Regions from separate parts of the Mus musculus genome. Here regions 1, 2, 3, 4, 5 and 7 are each linked to region 6. A link is a contact called in public HiCAR-type and promoter capture Hi-C data. All regions are on one chromosome and are shown on one strand. The core of a region is the stretch at or near the end of the contact, and the rest is flanking DNA. Distances in the headings are between cores, read along the strand shown.

Region 1 (3,290 bases), core at 94-2,593, 2.3 Mb after region 6:
GCAGTGTATTTTGAGGACCTGGGACGTCTCTCGAGAACATGCCTACCTCAGAGCCCTTACCTTCCCCTGCAAATCTGCCAGCCCTTTCTCTCTCAGCCAATCACATAGAGCAAACAAGTATCTGCCTTTCTAGGAAATGCCTAGTGCACACATTGGGCACTCTTCACACTGGTTGAGGTTCTCACTGTTTTGGCAGGTGCCCACAGAAATTATGTGAGTGCTGAGGGCATTTGGAACAGGAGAATTGGTGCTTGCGGCTGCGGTGGCCAGCAGAGTTTCCTGATGGCGACCGTTCATGCCAGTCCTATCTGGTCATCTATGAGCATGATAAGTTTCTGTGCTTGGCCAAGTGGTTACGTGTGGGTCTGAGTGGCAAGAGGCCTGTTCTTTCCCATCAGGAAGTATCTGCAAGCAGAGCTGACTATGGTGAAAGTGTGTGTAGTCAGCTTCAGGTGACCAACCCCACTTCCCTACACCAAAAGCTGGCTTTCTTTTGTGCCTGTCCCAGTGAGCAGAACAAAGGGAGAGGACTCCTCTGGTGCCCTGCCCACCACACCCACCTCCACCATCTCCCTGCCGCCCCTGCAAGAAGTTTGCTCTCCTCCCTCAGCTTCCCTCTGCACTTCTCTGCGTACGATGACCTGGGAGGATGGCAGCTGAATCTCTAGGCACAAGGACAGGAACTCTCACTGACTAAATAGTTGTCTGTGGTCAGACAGGCTCCCCCAGAAAGAGAAGCCGAAGGCTCCTTTCCTCTCTTCCTCTCCCTGGTGCCTGCCAGGACAGCTGTCATTAAATGAACTGGGGTGACTCCCAGGGATACCCCACCAACCACCACACCCTACCTACCTTCTCCATTCCTGTGCTCCCTCCCACAAGTCAGAAGCTCAAAGATCTTGGCCACTGTAAAGTCAGCACTTGGGATGCAGAGGCAGGAGGGTCAGGGATCAGTAGTTCAAGGTCATCTTCTGCTACACATCAAGTTCAATGCCACTTTGGGTTCTATGACCCTGTCTCCCCTCCTCCAGCCTTCTCAGCTGGCAAGCAGCAGCCACCCCTTTGGGGGTTCACCAAAGGACTTCGAAGTTCTGAGCATCCCACAGTGCACGTAGCTTCCCCAATACACACACACACACACACACACACCACAAACTTTGGTCCCCTATAGAAGGAGTGACTGAAGAATTACTTCCAAGGGGTCACAGGCACCCCCAGTAACCTTTCCAAACCTATCTGCCCTCCCTGCATGCCCTGGAGCAGGAAGGTACAGGTCTGACCCTTATAAAAAGCTGAGGCACTGCAAAGCGAAGTCTGTCGCACAGAACTAGGGACAGATCCGGATTCTCTGGGCTTCCCCGTGGGGCCTCCCAGGGCACCTGCCCAAGGCCACCCAGAGCGCCAGCCCAGGCAGCGCCGGTGGAGCGGAGCCGGACCTCCCAGCGGCCGATGGGGGCGGTGACCGCCCGGGGCCTTCCCACGGTTCGGTGGCGCGTCACCGCGGGGGCGAGGGGGCGCCGGGGCGCCCCGGGCTGCGGTGCAGGAAAGGGCCCTGGGAAAGGGCGGCGTCGGCTCCCGGGCCGGGGCGGGGCTGAGGCGGGGCCCAACAACCAACTCCAGGGATCGCAGGGCTGGGACCCCGCAGCCAGCTTTCGGCATGAAGCGGCCCAGGGCGCCCAGTGGCTCCGACGGCGAGTCTGATGGACCCATCGATGTGGGTCAAGAGAACGATCTTAGGTAAGACAGGGTGGAGCGAGGGCCGTCCGGGGGTGAGAAAGTCCAGCACACTCAAGTTTGTGCGCAGCCCTCAGGTGTCAGCCAAGATGCGGGGGCGTGTGCAGCGACTCCAGTGCGTCCATAGCACCAATGCGGCAGATTCCTGAGTACCCTGAACCATAACACCCTGAACCAACTATGGTTCAGGGAGCTGGGATGGGAGGACAGTTCAGCTGGAGGATATTCTGTCGTTTGGCTACCCCCAGGGACGCCCCTGAGAAGTTTTCCTGCAGACCTAGGAAACCTTCATAGATGTAGATACCGCATTCCATTGCCCATAGTTTGTCTACTATGAAGACTTCTGTACTTTTCCAATTTCACTCTTCTTTGGGAACAGTTTTCACATAGTACACAAAAGGACTGGGGGCTGTGTCCTTTTCGCTTTGAGCATACTGGGATTTGTGTTTAGGTACTGAGGGAAATAATAGCCAACTTGCAAAAGCCTAGACTCCAATCTTCAGCACCCCTTCCACCAAACCACCAAGCCGCCAATGCAGTTTCTTTTTTGTTAAATAATCTAACTTCTAACCTGTGGAACAAACTGAACTTGTACAATCCTTGCTACCTATCAGCTCGGTGACTCCATAAGCTTCAGTTTTCTGGTCTATAAAATGGGTATACATGATGAAGCTAGCTTCATAGCGGGTGTAGACATCAAACGGAAGAATGTCAAGGCCTTAGCAGTAGTTCATGGTGAGTGCTTAGTGGTGTCAGGCTCTAAGTCTCCAGGCCTTGCCACCCAGCCCACAACCGCCACCAACTCACCTTAGAGCTTTTCCTTTCCTTCCCTTTCTTCTTTCCATTCTTCCTCCCCCTCCTCTTCTTCCTTCTTCCTTTTTCTTCATCCACTGCTAGGGATTGGATCCAGATCCTGGTGCATGCTACCCAAGTGCCCTGTCACCATGCAGTTCTGAGCCTTCGGTTCCCCTGCCTAGGCCTGTTTCCACATAGAGAAGAGGATGCGAATGGAAAGAAAAGGAACCGGCCTCTGGAGCAGGTGTCTCTCTTGCTCTACTAAACCTTATTTGTCTCTGACCACCCTGTACATGCCCCGGCACGTGCACACATACATAGAATGACTGTTTTAGTTTGTCTAGGTTTTTCCTCAATGGTTTCTCTGTGTAACTTGGCTGTCCTGGAATTCACTCTGTAGGCTGAGCTGACCACGAACTCAGAGATCCACTTGTCTCTGCCTCTCAACTGCTGGGATTAAGGCTCGTACCACCACCACACATCTAACTTTTTTTTAAGAGGCTACAGCTAGGCATGGGGACATATGCCTTTAATCCTAACACTCAGAAGGCAGAGGCAGGAAGATCTCTATAAGTAGCTAGAGCTAACTTTTGACTTAGTGAGACCCTATCTAAAAAAGGGCAGAGTCAGTCTCTCTCTCTCTCTCTCTCTCTCTCTCTCTCTCTCTCATCCTCAAATCTTACATGTTAGGTCTGGGGATGTATAATATAGTTCCTTATGTAAATCCTTTAAAAATTACTTAGCAGAAACTGCTACTTAAGAGA
Region 2 (3,616 bases), core at 869-3,368, 2.0 Mb after region 6:
CCATTGTGTCCTTACTACATTAGAATATTTAATCAGGGAATAGTCTAGATGGTCTCCAGTGGGGAATTGGAACACCCTTGTATTATAGCATTAGAAGGTTGTATTGGGGCTGGAGAGATGGCTCAGCGGTTAAGAGCACTGACTGCTCTTCCAAAGGTCCCGAGTTCAAATCCCAGCAACCACATGGTGGCTCACAACCATCTGCAATGAGATCTGATACCCTCTTCTGGTGTGTCTGAAGACAGCTACAGTGTACTCATATATAATAATAAATAAATCTTTAAAAAGAAGAAGAAGAAGGAGAAGAAGAAGAAGATTGTATTGGGAATACAGGCATGAGCCATCATACCTGGCCTTAGTGAGGTCAGTCTGGGCAACAGAGTGAGAATCTGTTTCAAAAAAAAAAAAAAAAGAACAAAATGAACAACTCAGGTAGGCCTATTTTCCAAATATAGATTCCAAGCCTCCTGTGAATTCTATGCAACAATATCTCCCTTAAAAGTTATTTTCCTGCTTACATTGGTTTCTGTTATTGTGACCAAGACCCCGGAAAGTGCAGCAACCACCACAGACATCTGCATGCCTGACAACAAGACCCTGAAAGGGAGTCTAATCCCTCTGCACCAAGGCTGCAACCAAATCAGGAGCCTTTTCTGGGCCTCCCAGTACAGCACAGAGCAGGGCATACAGGCCGTCTCAATAAAATCTGGTTGGCTAGGTCACTCAGGAAGCCAGTGCGTAAATATTGCCAGAAGTCATTCTAGGTGCAGGGACTACAAAGCGAGCCAATTCCTGCTTTCAAGGATGTCCTACACACACCTTAGACACAACAAATGGAAAATGGAGAGTCACACACACCCCCTGTCTTCTCACCCAACTCGTGGGTCATCTCACACCTCCCTGGCCCAAAACAACGGGACGTGTTTATCCTTCTGGCTTCAGTCTGTTAGGATGGCAACAGCCTGTAGTTCTGAGTAGTTAGACAAAAAGAGTAGGAGGAAGAGAAGGATGGCAGACAACCAGACACCAGACCTTGATGCCAGGTGTAGGATTCTAGATGAATTGGCTGCTATCCTAAGTTACCTTCCTTGGACCTAAATTAGTTAGTCTTTTCCTTTCTCAGAAGGTAGCCTGTTTATGATAACACAAAGGAAATATATATATATCTCCATCGTCTCGGCCAGGGATGTCATGCAAAACTTCAAACACTTTGATCCCACAGCTAGGAAGCACAAAACAGGGGCCTGAATGAAGTTTCCACACCCCTACACTCCTATCTCTAAAACAGCCGTTAGGAGAGTTTTGTGTGGAGGATGAATTCTGGGAGGCAGGGCTGTGAAGGAAGGGTCAAGTGTCAGCTATGACCTGGGGGATGACAGAGGTCTCACTACCCTCCCCAGGGATAAAGCTGCTGTTGTTCGAATTCTCTCATGTCCTTTCCTAAGGTGCTCTATCTTTTTAGTAAACAAATTCAGCCCGGCGATCCTGTGAAGTCATTACCATTCCTTCATTTCACAAGTAAAATTGGGGCTCCGAGGGATTATATATACTGCAGGCTTTCTAGCTCGGAATCTTCACTGCTATTCAAGGTTTAAGCCACTGAGCTAAAGAATGGGCTAATGGTTACTGAAGCAATGGGTTGAAGAAGCCTGGGTTCAGGGCCGAGGGCCACCAGGTGGCGCGGTGGAGGTGCAGTGTGTGCCCCACCATCACCACCACCACCTCCTCTGTCATGGGTGGGACGCACCTGAACCTGGTGGGGCGCGCCCCGGGAAGTAGACTAGCAGGGTGGGGCAGGGAGCAGCTCTAGTCCTTGGCTCTGAGTAGGCGCGGAGCGCCGCTTTAGTTAAGTCGCTTGGACCGCGGGAGCCTCTCGAACAGTCACGCCTCCACCAGGAGACTGCGGGGCTGCATCAGCTCTTCTGCTCTGCGCTCCCCAGCGTACAATTTATTAGGGAGCTTCAAGGGATAGAATAGAAACGACCAGTTCAGCCAGGAGGTGGGGCCGGCCCCACCTGTCGCCAGCGGAGAGAGGGGCGGGAGGGGGAGGGGCTTGTCTCCTAGGGACCACCCCCCCTCCTGGTCCCCAAGCCCCGGGCACGCGACGAGATATAAAGCAGTCGGGAAACAATGCGCCTGCAGATCGCGCTCCCGCGTCGATCCCGGGAGCGTCCTGGCTGCCGTGTGCGAGCGAGGCGGGGGGCGCGCGCACGGGGGGCGCGCTCGTGAGTGCGGGGCCGCGCGCTCGGTGGCGCGCATGTGTGTGTGTGCGGGCTGCCGGGCTTCCCCGAGCCGGCGGGGAGCCGCTCCGCTCCAGGTGGCGGGCGGCGGGAGCGAGGTGAGGCTGCGGGTGGCCCGGGCAGGGGTCCCCAGGGGACTGGCGGGCTGCAAGGCTGCAGACTGCCTTCGAGACAGCGCGCCCCCGCCCGGCCCTGCTGTGCCCCCGGAGCTGAGCTCCGGGCGGTGCTGGCAAAGTTTGCTTTGAACTCGCTCCCCTCAGCCTGGTCGGCCCGTTGCGAGCTGCCCTGAGCGAGCTGACCCCAGGCCAGGCTTCCCAGGAGCAGGGACCAGGGCGCGGGCTGCAAGCTGGTGGGCCTGGGGAGAGACCAGAGCCCCGCAGCCAGCTGCAGCGAGGGACTCGGAGCCGCCTCTTCCCTCGGCGGGCACCGCAGTCAGCTCGTCTCCCCCTTCCCTCCCGCAGGGAGCGGACATGGACTTCGACTCGTATCAGCACTATTTCTACGACTATGACTGCGGAGAGGATTTCTACCGCTCCACGGCGCCCAGCGAGGACATCTGGAAGAAATTCGAGCTGGTGCCGTCGCCCCCCACGTCGCCGCCCTGGGGCTCCGGTCCCGGCGCCGTGGACCCAGCCTCTGGGATTAATCCCGGGGAGCCGTGGCCTGGAGGGGGTGCCGGGGACGAGGCGGAATCTCGGGGCCATTCGAAAGCCTGGGGCAGGAATTATGCTTCCATCATTCGCCGTGACTGCATGTGGAGCGGCTTCTCCGCCCGAGAACGGCTGGAGAGAGTGGTGAGCGACAGGCTGGCCCCAGGCGCGCCCCGGGGGAACCCGCCCAAAGCGCCCGCTACCCCGGACGGCACTCCTAGTCTGGAAGCCAGTAACCCGGCGCCCGCCACCCAATGTCAGCTGGGCGAGCCCAAGACTCAGGCCTGCTCCGGGTCCGAGAGCCCCAGCGATTCTGGTAAGGACCACCCGGGGGCTAGCTAAGAGGGAGGCACCCCTTGGGTGGCCAGAGCTCTATCTACCGCTGTTTGAAATCAGGCATTAGATCTTAAACCTTCCCATCACCTCCCCATTTTCTGACTGAAGCTGTCGGTGTAGCCCCCAGCTGTGTCTGTCTGGCACGTGGGTGTGTTGGTAAACAGTTTGGAGAAGTGGGGAGGGAGCCAGCGTCCCTCTGATGGTGATTGGAGCCCCAGGGGACCAGGGCGACTTGGTGAGGGTTGGCGCTTAGAGAGGACAATACTCGGGTTGGACTGTAGGGGATTTCTGTCCTTGGGAGGTTGAAAGGGTTCCCTTAAGAGTCACTCCAAGCTTGAAGCTTTTTTGTTGCTGCCTCTTTCCCTGGGAAACTCACACTTCCCTAAGGGA
Region 3 (3,671 bases), core at 858-3,357, 2.1 Mb after region 6:
ATTTCTAAGGCTTAGCAAGATGTCTGGCCCATTTATAGTCTCGATGTTTATTGAATGTTAGATTAAATCTACTCTAAACTTTGATGTCCTAGCCCCAGGAGATGGGCACTGGGAAAGTGGTTGATCGGAAAGTAGAGCTTGAAAAGGAAGATGGTCATGAACTCCATAAACGGCTAAGCCAGGTGGACCCAGAAATGGCCGCCAAGCTACACCCGCATGACAAACGCAAAGTGGCCAGGTAAGGAAGCCTGGGTCCATTGCCCCAGAGTCCCTTTATAGAGCTTGGAGACAGTAAAGTGTGTGCCTAACCTGGGTGGTAGAGGGGCTGGGAATAGTGGAAACTGATTTGCTGTTCTAGTTCAGTGGACGTGCACCGCCTCAGTCCATCTCCTTCAGTAAACAGTCTCACTCGGCTTTGCTGTTACCTCTTAAAGGATAGTACTATATTGTTTTTCCCCGGGGCCTATGTAATCTTGCTTCATTTTCTATTTGATCTTTGCTTGTATAACAGTTTTCATATAAAATTTTTCTGGCATGCAATCCTTTTACATTGTGACTTGAGTTTCATAATTTGATTGTGCAATGCTGGGTTGTGGCCCAGTAGCTTTCCCAGTGGGAGGTGGTGTTTATACGCTGTCTTACAAGTCAGCTCACCTTTGCACATGGAAACTTTGTAGCAGGGAAGAGAGGTGGTGAATAAACTCCTCACATGCTTTCTCAGAGGGTTTCAGAATTGAAGCTTCCTGTGTTGCTTTGTTTCTCTGCAGCGTTGGGAGTGGCTCCCGTGGCTGGCACAGGAGACCATCTAAGGAAGGATTTAGTGGGTGCTAGCTACACACATCACTTGCTATGGTAACAGTGGTGTCGGGGCTTAGAAAGTGTTCTTCTCTAAAGATTTGCTAAGACCAGTGTTTCTTAATACTTTTCCATTATTCCACCTTAGAAGAGCCATTTAAGAGTGTCCCCACCCCACTGTGATCTCTTCCAATGAAACTTTACATTAAAGGAGAAAGGTTTTCCACACAGAGGTTTCCTTGGAGGGCTACGTTCTGACCTTCACCTCACGAAGGTGCTGTCACCCTGGTGAGAAGGATGTTCTAGGGAAATGCAGTTTGTACTTAGGCATACTTTTTTTTTTTTTCCTGTTGTTGAGTCAAGATCTCATGTAGTCCTGACTGCCTTAGCTGAGGGCGGCCCTGAATTCCTAGTCTTCTCTTTTCTGTATCAGCAGTGTTTGGAATCTGGCATTTATCTCCATGCCCAACTCGACACATTTTATTTCAATCCAAACCTTTCCTTTTTTTTTTTTTTTAAGCTCAGGAACATTGTAGTGAACACTCCATTGACAGTTCTGCATGCTGTGATTTATTTATTTATTTATTTATTTATTTATTTATTTATTTATTTTTAGAGTCTGTCTTTAGTTTTCTCTGCTTTCCTGATCAGATCTTTCTTTCTCTTTAGTTTTTTGAGACTGGGTTTCTCTGGCTGTCCTGGAACTTATTCTGTAAACCAGGCCTTGTACTCAGATCCACCTGCCTCTGCCTCTCAAGTGCTGGGGTTAAAGGCGTGCGCCACCACCACCTGGTTCATATTTTTATTTTTTATGCTGCTTGAGAACTGTGCCTTAAGAAGAATCACTAAGTTCCAAGCAAGAACTCTAGGGTCTATCCTGTCAGAAAGATGGAGAACTTTTATCATAGCTCTTTTGGGTGGAGTCTGTAGACTTCTTTCCATAAGTAGGTGAGGTACTGTTAGGTTTTTTTTCTTATAGATGTTCTTTGAGTGACCATGGTTATTGAACAAAAAGGGGTTTCCCTCTAGTGTTGGGTTTTCAGGAAACAAAAGTAGGTCAGGAAGGGAAAGGTTGCCTTCCAGCTGATAAGTTGCAGCCATCCAAGTGAGACTGTGGCTTTGGGAGCTCAGTTACCTGCTGCTGTAATACAGCAGACTGCACACAGACATGGACAGCAGCTTAATTATGAGTGTGTGGGCTCACTCTTTGATAGCCTCTGTTCCAGGAGAGTGTAGTGGATTAGCCAGTGTTCTTGATTACTGCGAGCCATAGCTAAAGAGAAAGTGGCCGAGCTGGATGTGCAGCATGCTTGGCACTGTGGGAAAGGCACTCCAGCGAGACCAGACTTGTTGGCTTGTACAGAGTGTCCCAAACAAGCTTGTACTGCTCACTTGAAAGTAAGTCTCCTTCTGTTTGTACAGAAGAAACCTGTTATTTCTGAACTCCTTTAACTAATTCTAGAATGTGTTTTTAAAAGAACAGTGTTATTTCTCACCCAGAGTTTAGGTGCCTTTCTGAATAGCTCTGGGATTAGAGTAAAGCCGGAGCTTCGTGCTTTGGGAATTTATGCATGAAGTTGAAAAATGAAGCTTTCTTCGAGACAGTCTTTCTCTTTATTCTAGTTGAGAATGAATATTCCTAATGGGTTCCCCACTCCACCCCCTTTTTTAAACAACGTAGGAGCTTGCAAGTGTTTGAAGAAACAGGAATCTCTCACAGTGAATTCCTTCATCGTCAGCACGCAGAGGAAGGCGGTGGTCCTCTTGGAGGCCCTCTCAGGTTCCCTAACCCATGCATCCTCTGGCTCCATGCTGACCAGGCAGGTAAATGCTTCGGTCCAGAGTCTGTCTGAGACAAAACGGAGAATACTAGGGTTTTATGTGTCAAGTGCTTCGAACCACTGGTGGCTGACACTGAGCACTAGTGTGAGCTCCCAAGTTTACTGTGTCAGCCACCACACCTTGCCTTAGACCCCATGTAGTGCTTCCTTAGTGATTCAGGAAAGAAGGGAAGGAGAATACTGGTTCTCAGATAACCAGCGTAGGGTAGGATGAAATGTGCAGACTAAAGAGAGACTGCTGCTGAGAAGGTTGAAAGGACAGAGGGAGGGAGGTTTCCTGTCGGACCTCATGGTTGGCTGCTGGTAGGATCTCTCATTAGGCCTGAGAAATGGGTGTGGCAACTGGCTAGCTAACCTGATAGCATTTGTTGCTAAAGTATCCTGATGCCCTGTGCTGGGGACTGTTTCACCCAGAAAGGCATCCAGTGAGCACCCAGTGGTGAATGGCCCAGTCTTGAAGACGTCGTTTTACCTTACGATGCTTGCTCACTGTCTCCTAATTTTGTTAGTTCTTTTTTTTTAAAGATTTGTTCATTTTATTTATGAGTCCACTGTAGCTGTCTTCAGACACACCAGAAGAGGGCATCAGATCCCATTATAGGTGGTTGTGAGCCACCATGTGGTTGCTGGGATTTGAACTCAGGACCTCTGGAAAAGCAGTCAGTGCTCTTAACTGCTGAGCCAGCTCTCTGCCTGCTCTGTGAATTCTTAAGGCCAATTAGTTTGCCACTCTGTATTCCAACTCTTCAGTAAAATAGAATTGATAGTAATAGTATTTATCTCAAAGTGCTGATTAAGAATTCAATAGAGTAATATTAAGCAGAGTTGTGGGACTGAGAGTGTGGCTCAGTAGTAAAACACTTGTTTGATAGTCACAAGAATGTGTGTTCAGTTCCCAGCAGGGTGCTCACAGAGATTCAAACAGTAAAACATTGGTTTACTGACCAGTCCTTGGTAAACAAGTCTTAGCAAGGTAAGAGAGAGCCATGGTCATTAGAGGCCGAGAGGCAGCAGCAGTGAACAGATAGGGCAGAC
Region 4 (3,440 bases), core at 359-2,858, 2.8 Mb after region 6:
ATGGGTTACAAGTCTGTAATTCCAGTCACTTGTGAGGCTGGGGCAGGAGGGCTGCTGAGTTCAAGACAGGCCTGGACCACACTGTGGGTTCCAGGCCAGTCTAGAGAGTGAGACACTGTCACAAAACAGCAAAGTGAAAGACTATTCAGATTAACAACCTCAAGGAAAAGATGGAGAAAGCAGGTCTAGTGGAAAGAGCAGAGCCACAGTTAAAGGAAATGGATGATACGACGACGTGAACACAGGTAAAGCTCGAGAGGACTGCTGGTGGCAGCAGTATCCTTGAGGGGCTAAGCACAGGAAGGAGGAAATGAAAACTAGAGGCACTAGAGACTGCAAGATGTAAGGGGGAAAAATGATTTAAAGGGACTGCAGGTTTTCCTAATGCTTGAGGAACAACAATAAGAAGAAAACAAAGAAACAACTTGGCCAAATCCACTTTTGAGGGATTATTTCTGGGATCCCTCTAATTTGCTGAATATGGGTGCTGAAGCGCGTTCCCTCCTCCTACTGCAATATGATAGGCATCTTTACTGCCCCATGAGTCCTTCTTTTTGCCTTGTCTAAAACGAAGTGCCTTACTCAAGTCGAGTCACTGTATTAGATATTTGAATTTTGAGTACAGAATCTCTGTATACTTAAGGATTCTCAAATACTAGCCAACCAACTACCCACTTCAAGCCATACCCGAAACAAGACAATAGCCACACGATAAAACAAGGTCAGTCCGTCTCTTAAGAAATAGTCTGGTTGAAATTGCATTCCATGGCTTCTGCTCCCTAAAGAATTCTAGAAATCAAGTCTTCCTAAAAGCACCTTGCGGCGCTACATACGCTCACGCCCCTTCCCCTCTATCCGTCTCCCGCCCCACTCATGGCTGGGTTCGTGAGCAGAATCCAATTTTCCATGGCCCACTGGATCTCCCGGGAGGTTCCGCACAAGCGGAGGCAGGAGGGGCTTCAGGGACACCAAGAGCCTTCGGCGGTCTGGGGTATCCCCACCTCATTTTGGTGCCCACCCCTCAGACTCTCCAGCTCCAGGAAACCCGAAAACCGACACTGTGGGGTCACTGCCCTTCCCGGATGTCTCTCGTCCCCGGAAGCAACCGGGCCCAGCAGCACCCCAGTTCCTTTTTCTCCCAAGGCCGATATGGGGTGCGGAGGTGATCTCGGCCGGTGTCCACGACCCCCGCACCCTCCCCGCCCCCCACGCCCGGGCCTGGCTTCCTGCCAAGTCCGCAGCAGCAGCGCAGGTTACCGGGAGTTGGAAGACGACGCTCGCTGCCGGGTGGGGCAGGCTGCTGGAGGCTCGCCGGCGGCGTCTGCATCTGAAGCGGCGGCGGCTCGGCGTCCGGGGGCCTGAGGCCCGGAGTGGGGCCGGGCAGAGGGGCGCAGCGTCGCCGCTTCGGGGAACCGGGGCTCAGCAGCGCCGCCTCGAACTCCATGGGCCGCTTCAGTGTCGCCCCGCACGCCATCCCGCGGAAGGGCCAGAGACCAGACGCAGACGCGGCAGCAAGGACTGCCCTGGATCCAACTCTTCAGCTACGGCTCCCAAGCCAAGCCGGCTCCAATGGCGCCTCCGGCACCCGGCAGCCGCGCTGGCCCCGCCTCCTGTGACGTCACGGGCGTGCGCCACCGCCCGGCAGAGGGGAAGAAGTCGGAAAAGGGCCGATCCGGGAGGCCCGCGAGCCTGGGCTCGGCCCATGGCGCCCCCTGCGGAAGAAGTAGGCCGGTCTGGGCGGAGAGCGTGGTCGCCTAGCAACACCCCCGCCCCCGCCCCTCCCAGGGCCCCCCCCTTCACGCTCTCTGCCGGAGTGGCCTGGGAGGTCTTTCGCACCTGCGCGGCAGGGGCCTCGGGGGCGGGGGATGGGAGAGACCCTGGGAGACCGGGGTTCCCTTGGCCGCGTGACCGATAAAAGAGGTGATTCTAAAGGGTTATCAAAGGATTTTGTCTTGAGTCCCAGGAAATCTTCACAAACATAACCGGGTTATCTAAGGATAGACTTTATTTAATCCACGAACCCTGTGCAATCATGGGCAAAATTGGAAGGGGAGGTGTGTTACAAATGAATGTATTTTGGGGATAGATGACCCGGCCATTAATCGGATCACTAAATGGATATGTGTTACGCAAAAAAGGATTAAAAGGAAAAAAAAAAAAACAAAAAACAATCCTACCAGAAAACTCACTGGCTTAAACTGTCTAACCAAGTGATACCAGGGTGTTAGGAACTTCCCCTGATAGCTGATTTGGCAGTTGGCTTCCTCATCCGACTTGGCAACTCAGACTGGTTCTTCCTCGGGTCAATCGAGATTCTCTGCCGTACTGTTGGCTGGAAAATGCTTTTGATATTCAGCAAATGAATAGAAAACAGGGAGGTTCTGCTTTAGGGAACTCTGGTTGTAATTTTCCTGGGGAGTAACTCCAGTGCTTTCAAATACATCAATAGAGTCATCAGAACAACACCTCCACATTCAAAGCCTTTCTGTAATTATTTGTATATTAGTGGCTGTGATTCCTGTAATCTGGCTTTAACATTATCTCTGTAACAGATTTTTCTAGAACAGTCCAAATTTTAGATACTCATTTCTAATTGCCAAGATGGCTGTCACAGTACTTCAACACACTTGGGGTTAGACAATAAAGGCATACTATCTCCAATCTTCCTCCTCCTTCTCCGCCTCTTCTTCCTTCTCCTCCTGTTCGTTTTGGTTGCTTTTCTCTGAGTCCTCTTCCGTTTCTACAAACTCTTTAAAGATCATAACATAGGTCATATACTTTCACATTTATTTCTGTAAAATATAAGACAGCACAGCATACCAAATTGCTGGTTTTCTGTTTGTTTTGCCATATTGGGATTCAAGCCTCCCTAGGCACATTACCCATGTTAAGTTTATTTTAGCACATTTATTGTCAATATAGATGTAACGTGGTTTAAACTAAAATCTAGAAATAAAACATTAGAGTTTTTTTTAAAAAAAAAAAACCTCACAATTATCTTGGTGGTAAATGACTGAATTTAAAATTCAGTTCTGAGCTTCTTGAAGGCTAAAGAAAAATGAAACCATAGTCATGATGAATAGGTGTTATCTGAATGGAACCAGTTCACCAGAGGACACAGACCATCATTTTGTGTATCACTTTAATTCCAAAGGTAGACTGTCATGACTTTATTAGGAAACAATGATGTAATAAAGCCTTTAAGACCGCTTGCATGGCTGTTTCTATGTTCAATAAAAGCCAAGGACATGAAAAGCCACTTCACGATGGTTATTTTTTAAGGGGACCTAAGAGCATCAAGTAAATTGTTTTCTTGTGGTATAAACAGATCCAAAGTGAACGATTAGAAGACTTGAAAAGTATGTCCCTTGGGTAGTCATTTTAAACACACCTCTCTTAGTAGGGTTTTGCTACGTGCTTTGGTAGTCACTCTGTGATCC
Region 5 (3,743 bases), core at 175-2,674, 2.1 Mb after region 6:
GACCCCTTAAACTGCCCAACTAGCTAGAGGTTAGCAGAAGGGGTATTTAAGCATCTTTACACGTTATTGAAAGATTCTCTGCCCTTAGGCTTTTGCTCTTACTTATTTAGGGAGGCAGATGGGATTGTACAATTATAATAACACAAACTGTTTAACAAATGGTGGTTGTTATGTGCCAGTGCATTTGAAGCAAGCACTTTCCAGACATTATTTCACCTTTTCCTTATGGCAATCCTTGGAAGAATGGAAAGATAAAATTGCTGAGGTTAAGAGGTGAAGTAAGGGTCTGAAGTGTGCTCAGCTCAGTGCTAGAGTGTATATTCAGCACCCAGGGGGGGCCTGGGTTCAGTCTTCAGACAAAGAGAAAAAAAAATGCTGCTAATGGAATTAATTCTGATGAGAATTAATCAGCTCTCAGCTGATAAGTCTGAGAGCTGGAATTTGAATCTAGGTTCATCGGGTTCCATAACCATTCTTTCTTAATTTTAAACTTCAGTGTGTGTGGTGTGTGTGTGTGTGTGTGTGTGTGTGTGTGTGTGTGTGTGTGTACAGAGGTCAGCATCAGCTCTCTCCTTCCACATGCGGATCCTGGAGATTGAACTCAGGTCATCAGATCTGGCTGCCAGCAACTTTACATGTTAAACCATCTCTCTGGATTCTTAAAGCCATTTCTCAAAGTGGTGTGTGGAATCTTGAAGTCTGGCCATCCTTGATTCTGATTTTTCTTTCCCTCACTTGTATCTGCTTTACCCTTTGATTTTCTTCTGCTTCCTCTTCTAATTTTTGGGTTGTCATTCACTTGCTTGTTCTTTTGCTTTTAAGCCTATCTCTTGACTGCTTTATGCCAACGCAGAGCTTTGTCCTGCTTTCTGATTGTGTCTAAATGAGTGTGGAATTCAAACATTAGAGCCATGCTCTTGACTGAGAATTGGACAGATCTGATTTTGAAGAATGACTGAGAATCGGACACTCTCTGAGCTTATTAAATCCAACGCTAAGGTAGGCAAGTCGTTTCTCTGTCCATTTAATCATTGGTGGGTGCCTGTGCTAGGCACAGGAGACTCAGCAATGAACTAGTCAGAATGTGCTTCTTGTCTTTGTGAAATTAACAGCCTGTGGTAGAACTCAGACAATAAACCAGAGGCCAGTTATACAGTTTTATTCTTGAATTAATGCTATGAGGAAAAAGAATTGGGTGCCTGGACGCAATGTAGACAGAAATATTTTAGATGGGCTGCCATCTCTCCTTTGAGAAAGCAAGTCGGTGGGCTAATCTCAGCTAGTCGAAGGCAGTTACGTCATGGGCCTCCTAAGCTTGGTACCTTTGTCCCACAGTTTCCTCCTTTCCACCCTCCCCGCGTTCTGAGCCGGAGATCCGCGCCGGCGCACTGACTGTTGCCATGGGGACAGCTGCTTCGGCGCATGCTCAGATGCCTTCAAGATGGCGGCTGCGGCTGCTGCACGAGCAGTTCCTGTGAGCTCTGGATTCCGAGGCCTGCGGCGAACACTGCCACTTGTAGTGATTCTCGGGGCTACTGGGACTGGCAAGTCCACCCTGGCTCTGCAGTTAGGCCAGCGGCTCGGCGGCGAGATCGTCAGCGCCGACTCCATGCAGGTATGGCAGCGTGCTTGGCCCGGGGGCCTGGGAACCCTGGAGGTCGCGTGCGGGCCTCTGGACTAGGGGACACCCTGTCGCGTGGCTGTAGTGGGTGAACCTCGAGGCGTATGGGGATCCAGATGAAAGGAACCCACACCTGCTAGGTACCCATTCCAATGGCAGACAGTGTCCATTGTGTCCTGTGATCGCTAAGTAACTTCTCAGGCCATTACTCTTTCGTAGATAGTACCAACAGTTTCATTTATGGATAAAAATGTTGGGGGCTGGGGAGGTGAAGTGACCTTGTGCGTGGCACATTGCAAATAAATGGAGGAGAGATAGTGGAACGTTTAAGGTTGACATCCGGTGAATTTCAGTAAGTTAATTATTCCCAAATTTTGCCATAATTCTAATTCTAGCCCAAGGTAAGTCAGATGCCACCTGTGAGTGTCTTCTTGGGCACTAGAGCAGTCAGAGGCAGCCACTGGCTTCGTGACTTCAGATCAACAGTGCCCTTTACTTGAATATTATATTTGTAAAGTGGAGGAAATGTCATTTGCCCCACAATCACAAGGCTAAAGTATTTAATAAGTGAGACATTGGAGTGTTACAGTGGAGAGAGGGAGGCCAGCTCGAAGGTCAGACATTGTGGTAAATATTGGCTGAACCTGAGGGCTTTTTTGTTTATTTGTTTTTGTTTTTTAATCCTTTTGTCCTCTTTGCGAGAGGACTTTCGGGGATGTAGGAGCATTTGAGCTAGAGAGTAGGTGACATTTTGGGTGAATGTGAGAAGAATTACAACAGCTGTTAGGCATGTTCAAAGGTGTCGAACATATACAACCAGTCGCAGAACTCATGGTTAGTAACCTAAAATTAGTAATTAATTCTTTGCCCCACTTTACCTCATAAGGCTCCTGACATTGTTTCTACCCTCATAATTTATTTTTCCATGATAAGATCATCAGCTTATACTAAAAGGTAAGGTAATGTAACAAATAGTTGTTTGCAGCCTGCTTTGTGCCAGCTTAGGGAGATAAAGAGTTTAGCTTGAACTGAATCTCAGCCAGATTTTTTTTCCCCCAACTTTTTGCTACATGAACAAAGATACCTTTGTTCCTTTGCTAAAATAGGAAGAATATAAAAAACAACCTTGTGATCATTAAATGAAATATATGTGAAGCACTTATTACAAGTGTTTAAAAAATATGTTAACAGTGAAAACTATGGTGACTGTGTGTGTGTGTGTATATGTACATTAGACCAAACTCCTTATATTGGGGAATGTTAGTCTGGCTAAACATAGAGTAAGACAGAGCTAATAAGTGAACAGAGCTACTTATAGAGCATTTTCAGGTGGGCGGGTTCAGAAGATCAGAAGAGACTACAAGTGCTGGATTTCGTGATAGACTATTAAATTTGGTAGAATTCTTGAGAAGGGAGAAATCAATGAATGTCATGGAAAGTCTCTAAAGAAGTGCCTAGGCTGGGGAGACCCTGACCCTGACCTCTCTGGCCTCTACATACATGTCTGTATGTACACACACACACACAAATACAAATTGAAAAACAAATAGGTCAGTATGAATTATAAAAGAAGAGCTTAAAATTGGGCAAAGTGTCATACGCTGTGATCTTCACTCTTTTTGGAAGCTGAGGCAAGAGGACAACCTTGGGTGTCACTACTTAGGTGCAGCTCACCATTTTGTCTGTTTCTGAGAATCCCAATCTGTTTTGAGAAGGACAGAATCTGCTTCTCCCAGCACCGACCTCCCACATTCCCATCTACTGAGTCCGAGTAGCACTGCCTGCGTGAGGGTGGCCACAACCCGTCACTCCCCTCCCCCAGCAGCCAGAAGCTGCTGATCTCACCTCAGCTAGGGTTGGAGCCTCAGGCTTTCTCCTCCATCCGCAACAGAATTTCGACTGCACTGATCTGATGCAGGTCCACCGAGTCCATGTCATGTTCAGAAGACAGCATGAAGCATTCGTTTTCATACTCAGTTCCTCCTTCCCTCCCTCCCTCCCTCCCTCCCTCCCTCCCTCCCTCCCTTCCTTTCGACTTTTATGTGTATGAATGTTGTGCCTGCATGTATATCGGCACACCACAAGCATGCAGTGACTGTGGAAGCTAGAAGAGGGAGTCAGA
Region 6 (3,460 bases), core at 70-2,569:
AAATGTGGATGTTAACTACTGCACAGGGATGCAGTGTTGAGACAATGTTAGGTCTACTAAGTTAACAATTAAGACCTTTTTATTTTAAAGCTGTACAATAAACATTATCTTAAAGTTTAAAAAAAAAATCACGGGCTGAAGAGATGGCTCAGCAGTTAAGAGCACTGACTGCTCTTCCAAAGGTCCTGAGTTCAAATCCCAGCAACCACATGGTGGCTCACAACCATCCCTAATGAGATCTGACACCGTCTTCTGGGGTTTCTGAAGACAGCTGCAGTGTACTTATAATAAAGAAATAAATCTTTAAAAAAAATTAAAAATAAAAAAAATCACATGCGTTTATTTATGGGGGTGGAGGTCACATGCCAACTTTTGAGAGTTGGTTCTCTCCTTTTACCAGGGCATCAGACCTGTCTGCCAAAGCCTTTACGGGGCCCCAGTGGCCATCATGTTTTAGAGTTATTTTAGAAAACAATTAGAAAGCTCAGCTTGAATATCTCAGTTGATAAAACAGTAATTCACAGGGCTGCGCTTTGTCATAAGCCAGCAGCAACAGTCGTCATCACACACTCCAAATGCCCAGCACAGCTGGTGAAACGAATCCCCGGTTCAGATGCAATTAAAACTGCAGGGTTATGTGCTCCCACAGAGCTGGAGAGGAGGAAATATAGTATGTCAAGTGCAAGTAGAACCACTACAGAACTGACCATAACAGCAATTTGGAAACAACCCGAATCCATCATCTGAATCGCCCATTCAGCATATGAATAGTTGTGGACACTGGGACCAGATTCAGTGGACCTGATACCCAAACGCAGCTCTCTCTCGGGGAGGGGACTGCTCTTTGAAGTCTGGGGGAAGAGGAGGAAAGGTGAAAGACTGCCTGTCCAAAAAGACCGGAGTTGGTGCAAATAGCCCCGACTATGTAAAAAGTCTCGTCACTAAGTGCAAACTTTGTGCTGTTCCTTCCGAAGGAGCTGGCAATCCCAGAAGCTTGCTGAACGACCCATCGGCAGAACTTCGCAGGCAGCCACCCGGTCGAGCTCGCAGCTCCGCAGCAGAGTCGCCTACTCACCGGAGGATCTCCGGATCCGTTCCCGCCAGCCTTCCACGCTCACACCGCGGCGCCCAGTGCGCAGCGTGGCTTCCGAGGGACACAGGACACCGTCGGCCTCCGGGCTGGACACCGGCCTCTCCCGCTTCTCACCCGCCGCACCCGGGAGCGGAGCTCCGCGCGCACAGGCGTCCTGCCCGGCCTTCTGTCCCAGCCCAGGACCTGCGGCGCCGGCTGCGGCTCAGATGCCCGAGCTCCGCCGTTTCACCCCGCCCCTCTAGCCCGGTTCGTGTCCCCGCGCCTCCACCCGGGACCCGCCCACCCCACGCTGCTCGCGTCAGCGCCCTGCCCGTGGCTCCGCCCACCCGGGTGCTGCGCGACCCAGATCCCGGAAGCCGGAAGCCGCCCGGGCAGACCCAGGGGCGGTGTCCAGCGAAGCCGGCAGCCCCTGCTGAGGGTCTCCTGTACCCCGTGGCCCGGCGAGTCTTCCTGGAGAAGCCGCTTCTCTGTCATTCTTTCATTCTTAAGGCTTCAGGATGCAGCCTTAAATCGCACGCAGTTCCTGCTCTCTCCTAATCTCCTAATTCTGGTGAATTCGATAAGTAGAAAAATAGACAATCCAAAAGGCAACAGGGGCCTAGAAAACAATAAACTTAAAAAAAAAATTCCGGGATATGTATTTTTAATGTCCCTAAAGACATGTATTAGTTTGCTTAAGGCTGCCTCCCACCCCCAAAGAAAAACACTTCACACCGGTGACTTAAACAATAGGAATTTATTTTCCCATGGTCCTGGAAGGTAGAACCCCTTTCTTCCCATATTCTCACGGCGTGTTTCCTGAGTGCCTGTAGCTAGGGGAAGTGTCTGGTGTCTGAGTTAGCCTTCCTCAGTTCCTCAATTTAACTTATCTCTTTAAAAGTTCAGTAAACATATGGCATTGAGAAAATAAAACTGAGCCCACTGGAAGATACAGAAGAGATGACGACAGAGTAAACACTTACCAGAGCAAAAATTGGAAAACCAGCATCCAGAAAGTTAATCCAAGTTGAAAGCGGCTTTTGCCCAGCTATCTGGAAAACAGACCTTTCATACTGCACATAGAGACTGGGAGGGGGAAAAATGAGCGGACTTGGGACTGATATAGGAAACCCTCTCCACATGAGTAGAACCTCGAAGGGCTGGGTGTTCTCTTTAATGTGTGTGTGTGTGTGTGTGTGTGTGTGTGTGTGTGTGTGTGTGTGTGTGTCTGTGTGTGTTTGGGATGGGGGAAGATAAGTGAAACAACATGGGAAAAATTCATGAACTGCAAAAAAATTTCGTGTCGTTGGCTGTGATCTTCGTTCAAAGTCATCTCTATCTATTGAGTTGAAGACAGTGGCACTTGGGCTGTAAATTAATTTGCAAAAAAAAAAAAGACAAATTGGCAGTAGAGAGTTTATTAAACACTACTGTACAGTTGCATCTGGTGCTCCTGGAAAAGGGATTGCACCCCTGAGAGGAGTGGAAGATCTTTGGAGTTGGCAGAACTAAAGCTCTGAGTTTATCTCATGAGCTGTTTGTCAGTGTCCCCATCTAAGGGACCCGCTGACTTCTGTCTTGCTAAGCAGTTAGTCTTACTGCACTAAGTAACTAATTAGCTAACTCTTGATTGGAACAGACACCAGGTGTCATTCAGAGTAGGCTTCAAATGCCTGTATAATACATCACAAGTCATTGGTTCCCCACAGTCCCACTCTGATTGTTAATGTGGAAGGAGGTTTGTTTGTTTTGTTTTTGACTCTACATGTTACGGGGGCGGGGGGCATCATCTTTAGCAGACAGCATTATAACTGTAAGCACCCGGCTTCCCTTCAGTTACAATGTCGAGTGCAGACTTAAAGATAAGCAAGCTGTGGGCATAGTCCCATGTGGTGTTAGGGTGCCTACTCAGTCTGCCTAAGGCTCTTCATATTCAACTCCCCAGTTCATGGTGGCACCAACCTGCAAAAATGACTGTTTCCTTAAAGAAATAAAATGTGGCTGGTTGGTGGTGGCACACTCCTTTGATCCTAGCACTCAGAAGGCAGAGGCAGGAAAGAAAGAAAGAAAGAAAAAAGGGAAGAAAGAGAGAGAGAGAGAGAGAGAGAGAGAGAGAGAGAGAGAGAGAGAGAGGAGAACCTGACTTGGAGTATTTTGGCAGACACCTGGAATCTCTAAAGTAATTTTTGAAGGCAGACTCATTGATATGTGTGTGTGTGTGTGTGTGTGTGTGTGTGAGAGAGAGAGAGAGAGAGAGAGAGAGAGAGAGAGTGTAAATATGTAAGTAACCTAATAAAGGTTTTCAGTGCATGTTGTGACTCAGGGTAACCCCTGAAAGAACAGAAACATTCAACTTCAAGTCAGTAAGGAGGGAAAGGAATAAAAGAG
Region 7 (3,519 bases), core at 374-2,873, 2.3 Mb after region 6:
ACCACCACTTTCCAGCTTTTTTTTTTTGGTTTTTGGGGTTTTTTGGTTTTTTGTTTTTGTTTGTTTTGTTGTTGTTGTTGTTTTTTGGCTTTTTTTTTTTTTTTTTTTTTTTTGGTTTTTCGAGACAGAGTTTCTCTGTATAGCCCTGGCTGTCCTGGAGCTCAGAAATCCACCTGCCTCTACCTCCCGAGTGCTGGGACTAAAGGCGTGCGCCACCACGCCCGGCTTTTTTTTTTTTTTTTTTAAAAGACCGGTCTCACTATGTAGCCCTGGCTGGCTTGGAACTTGCAATATCCATTTGGTTGGTCACAAATACTCAGGGGGGATCGGTCTCCCAAGTGCTGAGACTAAAGGTGTGAGTCACTACACCTAGCAAGGCTTCTTTATTTAATATAGTCACCAGAAATTATTCTCAGAGGTAAGGAGGGACTCTTACTTGTATACCATGGTAACCATGGCAACCATGGCATCTGCTGGGGGGGGAGCTCTGATTAGCCATTTATTGGAATGAATTGATTGATTAAATACTTATATTTCCTCAATTGTTTGCTTCAACCAGTAGACGAGTATCTGTCTAGCTTTTGCTAATTTCTGGTTTGAGTGAATATAAGGATAGAAAAAAAAATGGTCCCTGGCACTTATGGAGTAAGGAAATACTGCTATAACTCCACATATTTAGTCTCATGAGATAACATGATCTTCAAATGGTCAGTGAAACCTTCATTTGGGTAAAAAGTCAATGATTACCCTTCATCATCTAAGCGTAAACTCTTAACTAGCGTTTACATAGTAACAAAAACATTGTTTCACATGCACAGATGCATTCTCTTTGTGTTGTGCCATGAGTCGCCACGAGATGCCTTGTAAGGACATCACTAGAGATAGCTCCCTTATACAAGAACCATGAGCCCAAATACACCTTTCTTCTCCTCTTCTCCTTTTGCACAAACTAAGCTGTAGGCGTGCCACCAGAACAAAACAGGAGCGGACAGTCACGTTTTGTTTTATAAAAGCTTTGGCAAGATTTGTTCATCTTTTCAAAAACAGTCTCATCACCTAAGATACCACCACCATTTCTAATGACCTCCAAAATCCAACCTCAAGGTTATATGTTCTTAAAACTTTCGTATGTCTTACGTATTCAGCTCAACCATGTATTGGGCCACCTAGTAGCTGTACTTTAGCATCCCTTTGTGTAGATTTGGGCATTTCATGGATGTTTTAAACATTATACCTGCGTGTGGGTCTTGGGGAGGACATGACTCAATCCATACACTGCAGAAAGAGAATCATACAGGTGCGTGCTGCTGGTCCTCCAAACGCAAGGGGACGCTGTGACACCTTGCGGGCGGCTCCAGGTCACTCTGGTGTGACTGCCCCGCCTTGGGCCCCCGGGGCAGAGTGGGCGGGCACGACTGCGCCCAGGTCTCGAGGCGCCCTTCGACCAGCAGCGCCCGGGGCGGGAGGGTATAAATGGAGCGGTGGCGGCTCCAGCCGCCTCTCTCCGCCCCGGGTCGCAGCCATCAGTGTTGCGTTTGGGCTCAGCACGCCTGAAGCAGAAAAAAGAAAAAGCTTAAAAAAAACACAAAAGCCTCAAAAACCTTAAAAAAAAAAAAAAGAAAAGAAAAGAAGAGGAAAAAAAAAAGCAAAAGGGAAAAAAAGAAGAAAAAGAACCAGACAGCGACTTGTGCTGGGAGCCCGTGGGGAAGTGACTTTCACAGCTTCCGGCCTGCCTGTCCGTCAGCGTCTGTCTGTCCGTCCGGTGGTGAGCCATCCCCCTCGGCCCGGCCCGCCCCTGCACGCCTCTGCGCCGCGTGGCAGCCCCGCGCCCCGGCTGGCCGCACCACGTGTCCGCACTGCCCTTCGCCGGCACCCGCAAAGATTTGGTTTCCCCCTTCCTGGGCTGCTGTAACTGTAAACCGCCGGGAGTCCGGGGCCTATATTTATCACGAAACGCGTGTTCCCAAGGCGGCCGTGAGCGCAGCATCTGATTGCCTCTTGAAAATTTTTTGCCCCCTTTACGAGGGGATTTCCTACTTTAATTTTTATTTTTTAAGCCTCAAGCCAGGACAGCTGGAGAGTACAAACTCCAGGAGCGGGCCATATTGTTTTTGAGAGCCTTTTGTCTTGGGGCTTTTGCAGTCCCGTGCAAGTCGTCCCGCACACGGGTCCCGGCTCGGAGCCTCCCTGCTCCAGCCTTCTCCGGCGTCGCTGGTGCCACCTGTGCGCTGCGGCGCGTGCCATAGCTCCTCGGAGCCCCTTTTGTCCTGCAGTAGGCCTTGTTAGAAGTCCTCCTGGCGGGGCTCGGGGTCGTGGGGGGTGGGGAGATGAACGCTGCAGCCAGCAGCTACCCCATGGCCTCCTTATACGTGGGCGATTTGCACTCGGACGTCACCGAAGCCATGCTGTATGAAAAGTTTAGCCCTGCGGGGCCTGTGCTGTCCATCCGGGTCTGTCGCGATATGATCACCCGGCGCTCTCTGGGTTATGCCTACGTCAACTTCCAGCAGCCAGCTGACGGTGAGTAGTAGCGGTGTGCACACATTCGGGAGATTCCTGGGGACCTTGGGAATCCTGAAGGCGGAGGCCAAACTGCCAGGACCGGGGAACATAACAGCATGTTGCCTGAGAAGCCTTGGGTGGAAGCAAAATGAGCCAGGCATGTGGTCATGACCCTGGCTTCAGTCTCCCACCACTTGCTAACCTGATGACCTTGGGCTACTGGGTGGGGGTGGGGTAGAGCAGGGGTTGGAACCCAAGGAGATTTGTGTAATTCGGGATCCGAATAAAGGGACTTGGGTATTCTAGTGTGTCTAGCCCCACTCAGGTAGAAGTGGGTCTGGCACTCAGTGCATTGAAATGACACCTGAAAGTGTAGGTTGCAAAACTGGGGGCTCTAACCTGAACTGACTGACTTGGGATGGCTTTAGGGCAGTGGAAAGCAAGGAGAGCAGTTTCATCCAGTTGCCTTGAGGGGAGTTGCTAGTGTCAAGCTGTTTCTACCAGGCTCTCTTTTGGGGACTTGCTCAACTGCATGGAGCTCGAAGGATGTAGAGGAGTGTACCCAGGAAGTCTAGGAAGGTGTCACATGGAATGTACTGGGCAGTTTTGCCTCACTTGTGCTGCCTCAAGTTGGGCTGCCAGGGAATGTTCTGCCATCCTGGTTGCACTGGAGGCTGCAGGCAAGCCACAAAATAAGCCCAGAAACGCAATCGGGGGCTGTAAACTACTCCACATTAAAAGGGACCAAGTGGAGCTGGGCAGTGGTGGCGCACACCTTTAATCCCAGCACTTGGGTGGCAGAGGCAGGCTGATTTCTGAGTTCAAGGCCAGCCTGGTCTACAGAGTGAGTTCCAGGACAGCCAGGGCTATACAGAGAAATCCTGGGGCAGGGGCAGGACACAAGGCCATTTTGTGGCAAAAAATCTCTAGGCCCCTACCTCTGTCCATGAGACAGAAGCTTACGGACTGCCCGGGTTGCAGCTGAGACCAGAGTTGGTCCAGTTGATGCCATGAAAT

Evidence for each region. Promoter capture Hi-C pulls out the DNA fragments that hold promoters and counts their contacts. HiCAR-type assays count read pairs that join an accessible place to other places. Capture Hi-C pulls out chosen DNA fragments and counts their contacts.
Region 1: a promoter capture Hi-C map of pre-B cells shows a contact between it and region 6. The contact joins the promoter of Heyl here to the promoter of Zfp69 in region 6. A contact is called at or near these places in 5 of 39 promoter capture datasets (cranial neural crest, frontonasal cranial neural crest, hippocampal neurons and 2 more) and 1 of 115 datasets of contacts at active chromatin or transcription factors (large pre-B cells).
Region 2: a promoter capture Hi-C map of adipose tissue shows a contact between it and region 6, with 3 times the contacts expected there. The contact joins the promoter of Mycl here to the promoter of Zfp69 in region 6. A contact is called at or near these places in 5 of 39 promoter capture datasets (cranial neural crest, hippocampal neurons, liver and 2 more), 5 of 115 datasets of contacts at active chromatin or transcription factors (astrocytes, embryonic stem cells, epiblast stem cells and 2 more) and 2 of 9 other capture datasets (adipose tissue and liver).
Region 3: a contact with region 6 is called in a promoter capture Hi-C map of liver, with 4 times the contacts expected there. The contact joins the enhancer-like site here to the promoter of Zfp69 in region 6. A contact is called at or near these places in 7 of 39 promoter capture datasets (the C10 cell line, cranial neural crest, frontonasal cranial neural crest and 4 more) and 1 of 9 other capture datasets (embryonic stem cells).
Region 4: a contact with region 6 is called in a promoter capture Hi-C map of pre-B cells, with 3 times the contacts expected there. The contact joins the promoter of Akirin1 here to the promoter of Zfp69 in region 6.
Region 5: a contact with region 6 is called in a promoter capture Hi-C map of pre-B cells, with 5 times the contacts expected there. The contact joins the promoter of Trit1 here to the promoter of Zfp69 in region 6. A contact is called at or near these places in 7 of 39 promoter capture datasets (cranial neural crest, embryonic stem cells, frontonasal cranial neural crest and 4 more), 8 of 115 datasets of contacts at active chromatin or transcription factors (embryonic stem cells, epiblast stem cells, forebrain and 3 more) and 1 of 9 other capture datasets (liver).
Region 7: a HiCAR-type map of astrocytes shows a contact between it and region 6, with 3 times the contacts expected there. The contact joins the promoter of Pabpc4 here to the promoter of Zfp69 in region 6. A contact is called at or near these places in 2 of 39 promoter capture datasets (cranial neural crest and pre-B cells) and 2 of 115 datasets of contacts at active chromatin or transcription factors (astrocytes and large pre-B cells).

Annotation. Positions count from the first base shown.
Region 1 is chr4:123,232,213-123,235,502 of GRCm38.p6, forward strand. It overlaps Heyl (hairy/enhancer-of-split related with YRPW motif-like), which reads left to right and starts at 1,344. Exons shown (of 5, transcript NM_013905.3): 1 at 1,344-1,734. The coding sequence starts at 1,655.
Region 2 is chr4:122,993,813-122,997,428 of GRCm38.p6, forward strand. It overlaps Mycl (v-myc avian myelocytomatosis viral oncogene lung carcinoma derived), which reads left to right and starts at 2,119. Exons shown (of 3, transcript NM_001303121.1): 1 at 2,119-2,338; 2 at 2,702-3,206. The coding sequence starts at 2,258.
Region 3 is chr4:123,044,399-123,048,069 of GRCm38.p6, forward strand. It overlaps Trit1 (tRNA isopentenyltransferase 1), which reads left to right. Exons shown (of 11, transcript NM_025873.3): 4 at 93-238; 5 at 2,477-2,619. Among named protein-coding and RNA genes, the nearest start is that of Trit1, 30 kb to the left of the region's middle. Within about 2 kb of position 2,108, at least 43 of the 459 cell types and tissues checked have an H3K27ac peak or open chromatin away from gene starts, as enhancers often do. A contact at or near this core is called in liver, where this site is marked.
Region 4 is chr4:123,748,691-123,752,130 of GRCm38.p6, forward strand. Akirin1 (akirin 1) reads right to left here and starts at 1,609. Exons shown (of 5, transcript NM_023423.3): 1 at 1,258-1,609. The coding sequence starts at 1,474.
Region 5 is chr4:123,015,169-123,018,911 of GRCm38.p6, forward strand. It overlaps Trit1 (tRNA isopentenyltransferase 1), which reads left to right and starts at 1,425. Exons shown (of 11, transcript NM_025873.3): 1 at 1,425-1,615. The coding sequence starts at 1,442.
Region 6 is chr4:120,950,369-120,953,828 of GRCm38.p6, forward strand. It overlaps Zfp69 (zinc finger protein 69), which reads right to left and starts at 1,320. Exons shown (of 6, transcript NM_001384119.1): 1 at 1,076-1,320.
Region 7 is chr4:123,281,288-123,284,806 of GRCm38.p6, forward strand. Pabpc4 (poly(A) binding protein, cytoplasmic 4) reads left to right here and starts at 1,624. Exons shown (of 15, transcript NM_130881.3): 1 at 1,624-2,520. The coding sequence starts at 2,328.